Linked DNA regions of Sus scrofa: region 2 is linked to region 1. The links are chromatin contacts, called in public targeted proximity ligation maps. All regions are on one chromosome and are shown on one strand. The core of a region is the stretch at or near the end of the contact, and the rest is flanking DNA. Distances in the headings are between cores, read along the strand shown. Region 1 has its middle 30 kb from the start of NOTO. Region 2 holds the start of SPR (sepiapterin reductase).

The links.
Region 2: a targeted proximity ligation map of skeletal muscle shows a contact between it and region 1, with 4 times the contacts expected there. A contact is called at or near these places in 2 of 5 promoter capture datasets (fetal skeletal muscle and liver), 9 of 47 Hi-C or Micro-C datasets (embryonic fibroblasts, epiblast stem cells, fetal heart ventricle and 4 more) and 1 of 2 datasets of targeted methods (skeletal muscle).

Annotation. Positions count from the first base shown.
Region 1 is chr3:69,596,879-69,604,560 of Sscrofa11.1, forward strand. No RefSeq gene overlaps it. Among named protein-coding and RNA genes, the nearest start is that of NOTO, 30 kb to the left of the region's middle.
Region 2 is chr3:69,890,328-69,898,009 of Sscrofa11.1, forward strand. It overlaps SPR (sepiapterin reductase), which reads right to left and starts at 4,420. Exons shown (of 3, transcript XM_003125032.4): 1 at 4,017-4,420; 2 at 3,154-3,444. The coding sequence starts at 4,338.

The DNA of each region.
Region 1 (7,682 bases), core at 1,518-4,017:
TGGCATTGTCATGAGCTGTGGTGTAGGTTGCAGAGGAGACTCAGATCTGATGTTGCTGTAGCTGTAGTGTAGGCTGGCAGCTACAGTTCCAATTTGACCCCTAGCCTGGGAATTGCCATATGCTGTGGGTGTGGCTCTAAAAAAAAAAAAAGTTTATCCCTTTCCCCTCATGACAGATCTCCCTGCAAGTACTTTTTAGGAGAGATTCTTAAATGTGTAATTATTGGGATGAGAGAGAGGCTCATTTGAAATGGCTAATGTTGGGAGTTCTCCGGTGGCCTAGCAGTTAAGGATCAGGTGTTGTCACTGCTGTGGCACAGGTTCGATCCCTGACCCAGGAATTTCCCCAGGCCACAGGTGTAGCCAATTTAGAAAAAGAAAAAAGAAAATGAATAATGTTGCTGCATTGCCCTCCACAGGCTGCACTCTCTGGATCATATGTTCACCGTAGCAAGGGGCAGGTTCCTGGGTTGATGTAGCCACAGATGAGGGCTTGATTCCCAACTCCTGGAACTGGTAGTTGCCTGACCTGGTCACTTTTGGAGATCCCAGCAGCTCACTGAAGAACTTAGGGGAGGAGTTCCTGTCATAGCACAGTGGAAACGAATCCAACTAGGAACCATGAAGTTGCGTGCGGGTTCAATCCCTGGCCTTGCTCAGTGGGTTAAGGATCTGGCGTTGCTGTGAGCTGCGGTGGCTTGGATCTGGCGTTGCTGTGGCTGTGGTGTAGGCCAGCAGCTATAGCTCTGATTCAACCCCTAGCCTGGGAACCTCCATATGCCTCAGGTGCGGCCCTAGAAAGACAAAAGACCAAAAAAAAAACAAAAAAAAAGAACTTAGGGGAGGGTGAAAGGGAAGGGAGGTGGCTTCTTTGTTCAGTTCAGAGGTGGTAATAGCCCAGCAACAAGGGCCCACGTGGGCACAGTGCCTCAGGGACCAGCCACTAACCTTTTAAGCTCCATCTTTGGGGTGGGTTGAGAGCAGTGTATTCTTTTTTTTTTTTTTTTTTTTTTTTTTTTTTTTTTTTTTTTAATTTTATTTTCCCACTGTACAGCAAGGGGGTCAGGTTATCCTTACATGTATACGTTACAATTACAGTTTTTCCCCCACCATTTCTTCTGTTGCAACATGAGTATCTAGACATAGTTCTCAATGCTATTCAGCGGGATCTCCTTGTAAATCTATTCTAAGTTGTGTCTGATAAGCCCAAGCTCCCGATCCCTCCCACTCCCTCCCCCTCCCATCAGGCAACCACAAGTGAGAGCAGTGTATTCTATCCCTGGCCAAGCCTCTCAGCTCCAACAGAACATGTAGCCTGACTTTGAAGGAAGAGAGAGAAGACCAAGGCCCAGGACAGAGGGGATCCTGAGATGGAATCAGATGCCAAATTGGTTTATAGTTTTAGCTTTTTTTTTTTGTCTTTTTGCTATTTCTTGGGCCGCTCTCGCGGCATATGGAGGTTCCCAGGCTAGGGGTCTAACCGGAGCTGTAGCTGCCAGCCTACACCAGAGCCACAGCAACGCGGGATCCGAGCCGCGCCTGCAATCTACACCACAGCTCATGACAACGCCGGATCGTTAACCCACTGAGCAAGGCCAGGGACCGAACCCGCAACCTCATGGTTCCTAGTCGGATTCGTTAACCACTGCGCCACGACAGGAACTCCAGATGCCAAATTGGTTTAAAGAGCCCCTGAGCTAGAGAAGCCCTGGAGGGCTTCCTGCAGGAAGAGGTTGGAGGCTAGCTGTGCCTTGGAAAATGGTCAGGATTTGGATCCTCCAGGAAACCTGAGCAAGGGCATGTTTGTAGGAATGATCAGTCTGCTCAGGGAAGCAGGAGGAGTACCTATTGAGGGTGCAGTCGTGGAAGGGCAGGAGCCCTAGCTGGGGATGTGGCAGAGGCCAGTGGTCGGAGTGTCCCCTACAGCACCCAGAAGAGGAATTTGTTCTGAGGTCCTAGACTGTCCTTCTAAACTCTGGGTCCCTGGAAGCCCTGGTTTGAGTCTGTACACGTAGTTGGGGGTTCCTGGAGGCCTGTCAAAGGCTTGCTTCTCGGGACAGTGGAGAACTCAGACCCAGGGCGGTGGTAAATGCCCGGCAGGGCGGTCCCTGGACACCAAGAAGAGCCATCCCTTGCTCCGTACGGGTCGAGGCTGCTCCGCCGCCGCCGGGGGACCGCTGGCATTTCCGCAGTGCTGCCAGCATCTTGATGCGCACCCGGCCTAGAGGCCCACCACTCCCGTCTTCACACCTCCACCATTGTTTTTCTTCCCCATCCCCAATCAGGAGCTCTTTCTCTTCGGCCCACCAGGCAGATGGGGAAGTAGGGGTGCAGGGAGAGGGCGCCAAGCCTGGGAGGCGAGTCGAGTAGGATCGCGGGTGGGGGGGGACTAAAAGAGGCCGCTCCTGGGTTTTCCCCATTCACCCTTCCCCGCCCTTTCCTTGTCCTCCCGACTCTTTTCCCGTCCTGCTCTCTCTCTCCTGTGTCCTCTCTTTCCGTCATTCTCTTACTCTGATCTTTGGTACCAACCCAATTTTTACAGGACTTGGTCCTGCACACGTAAGCTCATGAAGGGAAAGGTGCAAAATGCATAAACATTGGAAGGAAGAAAAAAAAAAAAATCCATTGCTCCCCCGCCAGGTGCCTGTGTGCTCGGCAAGCCCAGCGTCCCCTGGGGCGGGCGCCGAGGCCCGGGGAGGGGTTGGGACCCGCGCGTCGCCGAGTCGCGGCCGGCCGGAGTGGCCGCGGGCGGAATCGAGGACTGGGGATTGAGGCAGCCGCCGCGTGTTTGCCCAGCGCCCGCCCCCGCCGCCGCGGGCCCTAATCTCCGATACACTTGCGAGTTGGCTTCCTGCCCCGGGGCCCCCGCTACCCGAGCAAACAGGGCGGGCGCGGCGCTGCATCCGAAATGTGGCATTTGAGCCGCTCAGCGCAGGAAAGCCGGAGCGCGGCGACCGGCTGTGATTGCCCTCCTCAGCCCCTAATCCTACCGCCCGGCCCGCCCGCCGGCTGCGGCCCATTGATTAGCGCAGGAGCCGCGGGCTCAGCCCCGCTCCGGGAGGGGTGCCCCACTCCACACCCGGGGCCTAGGAGGCCGTCAGGACCCACCTTCCCGCGCCCCCTCCTACCCCTCCCCCCGTTCCCCGTGCTCTTCTCCGGCCTGTCAGTCTGGACGTGGAGAGGGAAAAATGTCCTTGGAAAAGCCTTGGAAGTTGCGGTGTGGGGGTTGGGGGGGGACGCCCGCAAACTTGCCAGGGCACACCAGGCTGCGGGAGGTGAGACCCCAGATCACGCTGGCCCTAGTTAGATGAGGGAGCCGGTGCCGAACACCCCCAGGGGCCTGGCTGGGCTTGACACCCTGAGAGTCCACTATGGAGCTGGGGGTCCCTGTATACCCCGAAACACCCTCCAGGCTCCACTGCTTCTGCAGCGGTCAGGACCTACTTCCTGGGGTCTGCCAGAGGGGTCCAGGCCTCACTGAAAGGACATGCAGTCATTCTTCACTGCAAATGCGGGCCGAGTACCAAGTGCTCCAAGCTTGGGAATAGACACCGTCTAGTCTACAAGTCATCCGTGAGAGAGGGCAGTTCAGGGAAAGAAATAAAGTCATATGAGAGCCTTTAGGGGCAAACCCACTGAGGCCTGAGTGATGGCTTTACCGAGACAAGACTCTGGTCCCAGCTGGGGTGAGTTTTCTTTCTTTCTCCCTTCCCTTCCCAGCCTCCCATCCAGGCCCCCAGAGTGCCCCCTTCCCCTCCCAGAACAGCCATCCTGGGCCAGGAAAACCAAGCCTTGGGCTTCTCAGTGAACACCCTGGGCACACAATGCAATGCACAGCTTGGCTTCTCTGTGCAAGAGCAAGTCTTGGTGCTGTGGTGCTGGGGGACTGGGGAAGGGGGGTGGGGCAGCACCCCTCAGGCAGCAGGGGCCTCCTCTGACACCCTGAGGCCCAGGGAAGGAAAACTAAGGCTGGGGCCAGAGGATGGGTCTGGGTAAGTGGAGGTCTACAGAAATGGGGCCCAAGGAGTTCCCTGGTAGCTCAGAGGCCTAAAGATCTGTCATTGTCACTGTTGTGGCTTTGGTCACTGCTGTGGCACATGGGTTTTTTTTTCCCTGGCCTGGGATATCCATATGCCATTGGGGGGGGGGGGCAAACACACAAACAAAAACAGAAAAAAGGGAAGAAAGGGAAAAAAAAAAAAAAGAAACCCGATAGATGGCAAACTAGAGCCTCAGGCCTAGGTGCCTCCTCTTAATGCTCCTGAGCAGAGCTGGGATGAGGGTGAGGCAAGTGAGGCACTACTGAGGGCACAGATTTAAGAAGGCACTCCCTCTCAAGGTGGTGCAGGGTCTCCTTGCTTCACCCTAGTCCCAGGCCTGCTCTGGCTGCCCTGAGTGAGCCCTCCCCTTGTCCTAAGGTGGCCCCTTACCTGCTGATGTACCGCATAGTCTGACACCACCTGGACAGCATCCTCATTAGTCACGTGATTGATACTTACTGTCTTCCAGCTGGGACAGAAGCTGCACAAGGCAGGGACCTCATTCCTCCAAGTCACTAGCCAGGCAGTGAGTGCAGAATAAATAAATAGATGATGAGTGAATAAATGACTGTGCCTCCCACCCTCCTCACCCCCAAGTCTGAATTCTTCTTTCTAGACAGGGCCGGCTGCAGTGGCCACCCCCTCCCCCCACCCCTGGGGCTGCTTGTTTTACCTTGAACCCCATTTAATCCTCAGGCCATGAATTTGCACAATTGGTGTATGTTTGTTCTTACCTCTTCTGATACTAAGCGCTGCTTTTCTGTCCAGCCTGCCGCTGACTCCCTGAGGGCAGGGACTAAACCTGGGCTGGAATTCCTTATCTGCCCTGCAGCACCCAGGTCGGGGAGGCCCTCAATATATGCTGTATGAGGAGTACCCCTCGTGGCTCAGTGGTTAACAAATCTGACCAGGAACCACGAGGTTGCGGGTTTAATCCCTGGCCTTGCTCAGTGAGTTAAGGATCCGGCGTTGCCGTGAGCTGTGGTGTAGGTTGCAGACGTGGCTCAGATCCCACATTGCTGTAGCTCTGGTGTAGGCTGGCAGCTGTAGCTCCGATTTGACCCCTAGCCTGGGAACTTTCATGTGCCATGGGAGCGGCCCAAGAAATGGCAAAATATATGTGTATATATGCTGTATGACCCAGGGCCCTAACTTCCATTGGAAGACTCTGGACAAGTCCTCCTGATGCCTTTATCTGGTTGTGGAGAGGGTGATTCCTGTCACGTGACTCTGCAGTGACAGCGCTGAGCTAAAGCCAGGATCCCGCATCTTGGAAGCAGTGGAGTTTCCTCCTCTCCCCATTTTTTTTTTCCTTTTTTAGGCCCACACCTGCAGGATATGGAGGTTCCCAGGGTAGGGGTCCAATTGTAGCTACAGCTGCCAGCCTATGCCACAGCCACAGCGATGCCAGATTTGAGCCACATCTGCAACCTACACCACAGCTTGCTGTGAGCTGTGACCCACTGAGCAAGGCCAGGGATTGAGCCCCAGTCCTCATGGATACTAGACAGGTTCGTTACCACTGAGCCATGATGGGAACACCCCTCCTCCCTTTTAATGATTGCATCAGGCGAATTACGAAGGTACAATGCTCTTTCCCTCGTGCACATAGTGTGGGCTGTGCCTGCGTGTAGTGTGGGGGCTTCTCACTTCCTCAGACGAGGTGCGTGGCCACCAGCTCCAGTGAATGAATGTGACAGAGCACAAGCCAGCAGGTGGGTGTGTGTACAGTATGTGCTGTGTGTGAATGTGTGTGTGCCTGGGAAAGTGTGAGGGTGTGTATGGATTCTGTCAGTGGAGGGTGTATATAGATTCTGTTGGATGTGAGCATAGGCTGGTGGGGGGTGTTGGCTGGGTGTGTGTCTGCTGCGTGTGGGGGTGTGTGTATTATCTCATGGGTTGTGTCTGCGTGTTTGTAGTGTTTGTTAAGGGTGAAGTTAAATGGTATCTGTGGGATGGGGTGTGTCTCCTGAGTGTGTGCAGTGCTGGCTGGGATGTGTATGTGTGATGCCTGCTCTGTGTGCATAATGACAGCAGTGCCTACAGGCTGTTTTGTGACACTGCCTTTCAGACGCCTCTGTGTAAAGTGCATGATGATATCCCCTGACTTGTGATTCTGTGTCTGGTCAGAGGCTGCTGCCCCGAGGTCTAGGCTGGGTAGGGAGGCATGCACGGAGGGTCTGCAGGGTCCAGTGCCTCAGGAGGTCAAGAAGCTGAGGGACAGCAGTGCTGTGACCAGAGGCGTGGAGACGCAGGCAGGGACATGGCGGTAGGAGGTGGACAGAAGCCAGTGGCTGGAGGCCTCGAATCCCGTTGAGTACAGACATACAGAGGTCAAGGCCACATGCAGCACACAGATCCAGGGCAGGGGAGAGCAGTGGACATGTCAAGCAAGTCGGGGTCTCAATCCAGGCAACACATTCAAGCTCAGGACAACTCAGGAGGAATCCTGGGAGAAGGCTGAGCTCGGATGGTTGTGGTGGGTGGGGCAGAGAAGTGAGTCAGCTCTAACACTAGTCCATTTGATACCCTTCTGGGCAGAGGCAGCTCTATGCCAGCAGGACTCAGTGAAGGAAGCAGGGGCTGGACCTCAGCACCACTGATCACCTGGCCAGTGCCCTTGTACAGTGTACAACCTGCCCAACTGTACATGGTGACCCTGGACCTTGGCCTGGAAACCTGCAACTTCTGCTTACTCCGAGGTAGAAGAAAAGGATATGCTCATCAGGCTTTGGAGGGGACAGAAGGTTTGGCTGGCTTGGGAAGGGATGGCTTTGGGGCAGGAGAGCCAGAGGCCTGTTGGCCAGGCCTACTGTCTCCTGGGTCCTGGGCTGGCCTTCACAGCAGAAGCAGGGCAGAAGGCACCAGCAATCCAGAACCTCCCCACTCCAAAGAGGGCAGAATGGCCCCTCACTGCCCACAGAAGAGCTATGATGAGGAAGAGGTGACAAAAAAGGAGGAGGGCTGACCACAAAGGGCATTCATAGAGGAGAAGGAGAGGGGAGAAAAGCCCCCCACATAGTAACAGGAGTCACCCAGATGACTCGCCAACTGGATTCAGAACTTCCAACAACTAACTTCTAGCCTCAGTTTTGTCATCTGATTCAGGTGGTTGGACTAAAGCAATTTTTTTTTTCTTTTTATGGCTGCACCTGAGGCATTTTGGGAGGTTCCTGGGTGAGGGGTCAAACTGGAGCTGCAGCTGCTGGCCTACACCACAGCCACACCAGGCCAGATCAGAGCCACGTCTGTGACCTACACCACAGCTCTCCACAATGCTGGATCCTTAGCCCATGGAGGCCAGGGATTGAACCTGCATCCTCCAACAGAAACTACGTTGGGTTCTTAACCTGCTGAGCCACAGTGGGAACTCCAGGCTAAAACAATATTAAGGTTCATTTCCTGTGACCAGAGGGTCACATAGTTCCTGCCCTCAGTCACGAGGAGGCTGGGCAAGTGTGCCTGGCTCAATGCAGCTCATTCCCCAGAAACCCAACTCAGGGCCCTCGTGCTCTGGAACCTCATGCTCACAAAGTGAACAAAGACTTGAAAGGCCTATTAGAAACTTTTAGCTCCAAAAAGGGCTGTGTCTTTCTAACTCAATTCTGGAATCCTTTTTTTTTTTTTTTTTTGTCTTTTTGG
Region 2 (7,682 bases), core at 3,170-5,669, 300 kb after region 1:
TCATCTTGGCTGACATGTGTGGTCAGAATCACCTGTGGTCTCTTCTCCCAAACCTCAAACCTCCATCACTTCCTCCTCCCACCCACTCTGCCCCTACAGCCAACTAGTCACCAGGTAGGACCCTTCTGCTTCTATATTCTACAAGCAGGGCCCTTACTCAACACTGGTTCTCTCCCTGCTTCAACTCCCTCTGTAGCCCTCTCTAAAAATACCTTGCTAAGTCATCACTGGGAGCAGCAAATGGCAGCACAGCAATTTCTAGCCCTGCCCGAGAGAAACATCCATTTGAATAACTAATTGCACATGGAATCATCTTCACCAGAACCAAGGATTCCAGGTGAGGGACTATACCACCTGGGTTGAATCGGAGAAATAAGAAGGGAGGTGGGAAAGCCAGATTCACATGACCCCATCACCCCTCCCCCAAGCCCGGTGGATGAGTGTGGACAGAGACACCTTCCCATGGTAGGAGAGTGAACACCCAACTTCCTTGGGGGCTTCAGAGTCAGCCTAATCCAGCAGCAGACCCACCGCTTTGACCCTAGGTGGCTCCCTGTGGGCTCCTATGAACCCAGGGCCCCAGCTCACCCCAGTGCTTACCAGCTGTAGTGGTCCCAGAAGCCCCAGGCAGCTCCCTGGGCTGCAGGCTCCCACAGGGCCCCTGGGAAACCAGGCCCCTGATCCACTCTGGCTCTAGCTGGCTCCAATGGCCTCCACTGGTTCCCATGGCATCAAGCTCCTGTGAACCCAGGCTTCTAGCACATCCCAGCACTAGCCAATGCCCATGACCACAGATGGCTCCTACGGGTCCAGGCTTATAGTCAGTGTCTGTGAACCTAAGCTTTAAGTGGGTACCCACAAACCCAGGTTGCAGCCAGGCCCAGCACCAGGCTGACCACTGTGGACCCAGGCTTTCGATCCACTCTAGCATCAGGCTGCCGAAGGACTCTAGCAGCAAGCCTGCCATGAAGATCACCAGACGGCCTACCCAGAATCACCGATGGGTCGACTGGTGAAAGGCTCTGCCCACTGAACTCAGTCTATAAAGACTGGAAGAAATGCCTGTTTCCTCAAATGCACAAACATCAATCCAAGGCCACGAGGATCATGAATAACCAAGGAAATAGGACACCACTAAAGGCAACTAATACAGCTGATGCCTGACCCTAAAGAAATGAGATCTATGAACTGCCTGACCAAGAATTCAGAATAATCCTCTTAAAGAAATTCAGTGAGTTATAAGAAAACACAGATGTCTAAATGAAACCAGGAAAACGATGCATGAACAAAATAAGAACCTTGGCAAAGAAATAAAAACCACTAAAAAAAAAAAAAAAAAACAAAACCCAACTAAAATCCTGAAGAAAACAATGTCTTAAGAATTTGATAGAGAGGTCACTAGCATAAAAAACTAGTGAAATAGAAGACAGATCATCTGAAATCATCTAGTTAGAACAGCAACAAGAAAAAAGAATGTGAGCACGAAGAAAGCCTACATGAGGTAAGGTTTACCCTTAAAAGAAACAATCTGTATATTAGGGAGTCCCAGAGAGAAAAAAGAGGAACAGAAAGCTTCTTTAAAGAAGTAATAGCTGAAAACTTTCCAAATCTGGGGAAAGACTTATACATCCAAGTTTATGATGCGAATATATTTCAACCCCAAACTATCTTCTCCAAGACACCAGGGCTAGATGGTTTTACTGGTGAACTGTGTCTGTTTTATATGCCAATACCATACTATTTTGATGTCAAACTATTTCATAAGATAGTATGATAGCAGAGAGTGTGATGCTGGAGAGTTTTGTTCTTCTTCCTCAAGAATGCTCTGGCTACTTAGGGTCTTTTTCTTTTTTGGTGGGGTAGTGCCTATGGCATGTGGAAGTTCCCAGACCAGGGATCAAACCTGTGCCACAGCAGCAACCTGAGCTGCTACAATGACAACGTCAGCTCCTTAACCTGCTGCGCCACAAGAGAATTCCTATTCAGGGTCTTTTGCGTTCTCTGTCTGTGAAAAATGGCACTGGAATTTTGACAGAGATTGCATTAAACTTGTAGATTGTTTGGGTAGTAAGGACATTTCAACAATATTAATTCTTCCAATCCATGAGCATGGCATCTTTCCATTTATTTTGTATCTTCTTCAATTTCTTTCATCAATATCTTATCTTTTTCAGTGTACAGTTCTTTTACCTCCTTGGTTAAATGTATTCCAAGGTATTTTATTGTTTTTGATTCAATTATAAATGGGCCTGTTTTCTTAATTTCTCTTTCTGATAGTTCATTATTAACGGATAGAAATGTAACTCATTTTTTATATTGTTTTTGTATCCTGCAACCTTAATGAATTTATTAGTTCTAACAGTTTTTTGGTAAAGCCTTTAGGGTTTCCTATATATAATATCACCTGTAAATAGAGTTTTATTTCTTCCTCTCCAATCTGGATGTCTTTTATTTTTCTTGCCTCACTGTTCCAGCTAGGATTTCCAATACCATGTTGAATAAAAGTGGGAAGAACAGCTTCCTTGTCTTGTTCCTGATCTTAGAGAAAAAGCAGCTTTTTATCATCGACTATGCTAGTTGTGGGCTTGTCATATACAGCCTTTATTATTTTCGGATACACTCACTCTATACACATTTTGCTGAGTTTTTTTGTCGTTTGTTTGTGTGTCTTGTTTTTTTTTTTAGGGCGGCACCTGCAGCATATGGAAGTTCCCAGGCTAGGGGATGAATCAGGGCTGCAGCTGCTGGCCTACACCACAGCCACAGCAACGCTAACAATTAGACAGCACTTCCCAGTGAGGCATAACTTTCACAAGTATTACCTCCTTCAGTCCTCCAAACTGCCCTGTGAGACAGGTAGCAACTGCCCTGTTTCACATGAAAAAATGAGGTACAGGCCTGGAATTCAAACCCGAATCATCTCTCAGACTCTAACATCTCAGACTCCCTGGCCCCACTTTCAAGTCCAGGCAGCTCCCACTCTCAATCCATACCCTCTAAGTACAGCTCCCTGACCCTGCTAGCACTAACTTCCTTGAAGCCTATATTTCCCTTATTTTCCTGGAAGGGTTAGCAAGAGTAGGCTCCTTGAGCAGGGGTCAGAGAGTAACCCCCTGCTTCTGGAGACAGGGATGGCTGTAGTGCTTCACCTACCTGGGGCATAGCTCAGCACTCTCAAACTAGGGTCCTCTGCAGCCAGAACCTGATATATCATGTCACGGGCAGCCTTCCCTGCACAGTACAGGGCCCAGCCTTTGAAGGGCTTCACAGCACAGATTGATGAGATGTTAACCACCATTCTGCTGAGGCCAGGACTGTCAGGAAAAGCCTTCAAGAAGCTGGAAGTCAGGCAGAGCATGGACGTCAAGTTCAGAGCCCAGTAGCTGTTCACTTCAGCTGAGTCAGTCAGGTCCACAAAGCTTTTGGACACATCTCCAAGAGAGGCTGCAAAACAAAACCTTAGGAATCACCCAGTGTAGGCAGAGTTTTCCCTTCCCCCAGCCCCCTCCAAATTCTTCCAGACACCCCCTTCCCATCCAGACCTAAAAGAGCAATCTCCCTAGTGCTTCCAAAGACGCCTCCCTCTTCCCAGCGCTGCAGACATACATACCTGGGAACCTTCTCACCAGAAACTGCAGCCTGAGAAAGCGCATGCCCTGCTCTGGGACTGGGACTGGGGTTGGGGGGAACCCTGAGGGGCATTTGGAAAGGGGGGAACTGACTTCAGCTGGGAGACCTCACGCCCTAATTCATGCCTCCGCCAGAGGGCACTGAGCAAGACAATCAGAAAAGTTCTACAGGCGTTTTGGAAAACATGGAGTTGAAACGGGGGTGGGTGCGGTGAGGAAGAGGGGAAGGAGCAAGAGGTCTTCCTCAGCACCTCACTGAAACCAGGACTTTCAGGCGTCATTTCTAACTCCCTGGCGGAGGTGAGAGGGAGAGAGAACCAAAAGAGGCCTGCAACAGTATCCCAAGCGCTCACCCTGGGAGTCCGCCCCCTCCGAGGGGCCTCTTACCCGCATTGTTGAAGAGCAGCACTCGCTGCAGGCCCTCGGGTCTGGGGAGCTCGCGCAGCGCGCCCAGCAACTGCTGCAAGCCGGCCTCGGCGCCCAGATCAGCGGGCACCCGCACCACGCGCAGGTCAGGCCGCTCGGAGCCCAACTCGGCCTCCAGGTGCCGCAGCGCCTCGTCGTTGCGGGCGGTTAGGACCAACACGGAGCCAGGCGACAGCAGCGGGGCCAGGAGCTGTGCCAGCGTCCGTCCGAAACCGCGGGAGGCCCCGGTCACCACGCACAGGGCGCGCCCCAGGCCGCCAACCTTACCGACGCCATGCTCCATGCTTCCAAATTCGACGAGTAACTGCTGCGACCCGAAACCAGTCAGGGGTCTGGGCGGCCGTGGTGGGCGGGGCCTTAGTGGAAGTAGGCGGAGGCCCCGCCCCGCGGGGGCGGAAACCAAAGGCGCCAGGCGGAGAGCTGACCCCGTTAGTTTCCTAGGCAACTAGCGGTGAAATTGGAGCTAACTGCGGGGTCCCGGCAAGCGCAGAGCTGCTAAACCCGAGGCTGCAGGAGGCGCAGCCCCCATAGGAAATCCTAACCCAGTGCGGAGAGAGGAGGCGTTATCCTTCGCCCCGCGCGCCCGCAGTTTCAGTCCTTGTCTGGGACACATGCTTCTCCCAACTCCTGACCCAACTTGCTTGCACAAATGACTTCCTCCAGGTCAGGCAGTGTTGCTCCTTGCCGGGCATCCCTGCACGTGGCAGATGCCATTGTAGGGATAGAGGTCCTTACTGGAACTCACCGCCCCAGGGTCACTCGAGCTACCCCCTGGGGAACACAGTCGCTCCTGCACTCATGTTGCACTTTTCCAAGTAGGCAATTCCATCTACTCCCACCGTCAAGGTTTTGCAGTCATTTGTCTACTTAAGCCCTGTGCTTCACAAAAGCCACATTTCCAGTTTTTTTGTTTTTTTGTTTTTTTTTCCCCGAGAGCGGGAAGAGGGGAAAGTTGGCAGACTGCTACAGATCTCCTTGAAGAGGAGTCTTTTCAGAGTTTAGCAAGGGCGGTAAGGAACCTCCATAGCTCAGGCCGAACTTCACAGGGCTGGTCCCTGCTCAGGGGACAGACTGCAAAATTGCCTTTCAAACTCCTAGTGAAATGCATTTTGCTCCCCTGTTCTGTGGGCTGTCCTTATGAACATCAAAACTATTTTGGAAGCTTTTCACTTTCCACTTAGGTGCCTTTACCATAAACTTTTTGTAACATGTCCAGCCCAGACTGTACATCATGGTGGAACATATTCTAGGAACAAATGAAATAACAAAGAAACCTTAACTTCATGCAGTAGATTTATTTGTTAATATGCACAGTATTTTGAAACTATTTTCTGTAGAATAGAAAAATAAATAATTATGCTAACTGATGTGAGGAGCTGAGATTTTTTTCAGTGTTAGAGAAAAGAGACCAACAATAAATTCAAGGAAGTTAGTAGGAACAATCTCTAAAATGAGTTTGAATTGGAAGTCAGTGCACTGTAAAACTAATTGCAATTGCTTTTACTTTTACGCATTGACACCGGAAAGTTTTCCTTTTTTTAATTTTTATTTTATGTTTTAATTTTTTTTAAAAATTTTTTTCTTTTTAGGGCTGCACCCATGGCATAGGGAGGTTCCCAGGCTAGGGGTTGAATCTGAGCTGTAGCTGCCGGACTATGCCACAGCCATAGTCCCAACCGAGTCTGCAGTCTACAACCACAGCTCACAGCAACACCTGATCCCCAACCCACTGAGTGAGCCCCGGGATCGAACCTGTGTCCCCATGGATACTAGTCAGATTCCTTTCTGATGAGCTGTCACAGGAACTCCCAGAAACAGTTTTCTATTGTGTGACTTATTCAATGCCTATTGTTACAGAGAAAAACAAATCTGATTCCATATTGGATGTATACCTTTAGCTCTAACCCCTGTGCTCTGTTGCTTGTGCTTTGTCATGCTGGCTCTGCACCTTTTGTAAAAAAAATGTTGCCTGTAGTCTGAAATATACAGGGTAGCACTTTCTCACGTCTCCAACCTTTAGAAGTAAAGTATTTTCTCATTCAAATAGAGATAAGAAGTTGCAGGACAAAGAATAATATTTATCTGTTGGAGGTTTATAGGAACAAAGACCAGAGTTCCATGGACAACTGCAAGAATAAAGTCCAGTACAAGTGTGCAACAACCAGCCAAACTCTTTCCCTTTTCAGTTTATTTTTTTTTTTATTTTTTATTTTTTCCCTTTTCAGTTTAAAAGAAACCTGAATTCTAACCTGGGTTCTTGGGACACTAGTCCACCATTTTCCTGTCTGCTGGCTTTCTGAATAAAGTCACTCTTCCTTATCCTCTCTTGACCTCACCTCTCTATTGACCTGTCCTGTGGTGAGCAGTCCAAGCTTGGACTTAGTAATGCTATGATCACCTTTTTAAAGTGTTCTCCTTACACCAATGGCAGAGACTAAAGTGGTGCACAAAGTCTACACTTGTGTTTTGTTTGGCCCATTAACCCCCTTTTTTTCTTTTAAAATTCGAAGTAACATTTCTAAAGTGGAAGATTTTACATCATATCAGAATTTCCAGTTTCTTTTGAATTTGGGAAGGTCTGGCAAATTGGGTACTTTTTTTTTTTTTTTTTTTTTTTTTTTTTTTTTTAGTGGCCACACCCAGGGCATATGGAAGTTCCTGGGCCAGGGATTGAATCTGAGCCACCGCTATAATCCTACCACAACTGGAGCAATGCTGAATTCTTAACCCACTGTATCGTAGTGGGAATTCCAACTTTAGTTTTTTCTTTTTTGTATTTTAGGTTTATTTGTTTGTTTGTTTGCTTGCTTATTAGGGCCTCACCCACAGCATATGGAAGTTCCCAGGCTAGGTTCAAATTGGAGCTATAGCTGCCAGCCTACACCACAGCCAAGCCATAGCAACTTGAGGTCTGAGTCACATCTGCAACCTAAACCACAACTCATGGGCTCAGGCAACACCAGATCCCCAACCCACCGAGCGAGAACAGGGATTGAACCTGTATCTTCATGGAATCTAGTCGGATTCATTTCCACTTCACCACAAAGGTAACTCCCTCCCCCCACCCCCAACTTGTTTTTTTTCCCTCAAGAGTTTTCTCTAGTAATATTTGAAAGCTCTGCAGGTGATTCTGAAACTGACAGCATTGATGGCTTGAACCTAGCCAGAACCCAGATTGGGACTTGAACCCACAGTTTTTAAATTAGAATCACTCACCCAGTGTCTGAACTTCATGAGGTTCAGGTTCTTTTTGCCTCAGTGCACAAAGGAATTCAAGGAGACAAAGTGATAGGCAAGAAATAGATGTATTAAGATAGGATGCTTGGAAGAGATACAAGCAGGCAGGCAAGGTGACTCTGCCCCAGGATGAGGTGGGCTACAGTTTTATGATCCAAGGGGAGTGTGGGGAGGGGGGGACTACCCCCACTTCCTCTTTGGTCTCCAGTAGCTCCTTCTTGGTCTCCAGTAAGAGAGTATTTGACCTTATAAGGTCAAACTAGGACTGTAATGGTGCTTATTCAAATCAGCAGAAGGGCGAACCTTAAACTCCTGCCCTTGGTCTGAACCTGAAAGCACAGCCCCCACAAAATGACCTTAGGCATAACCCACACCTCCACTAGTCAAGCA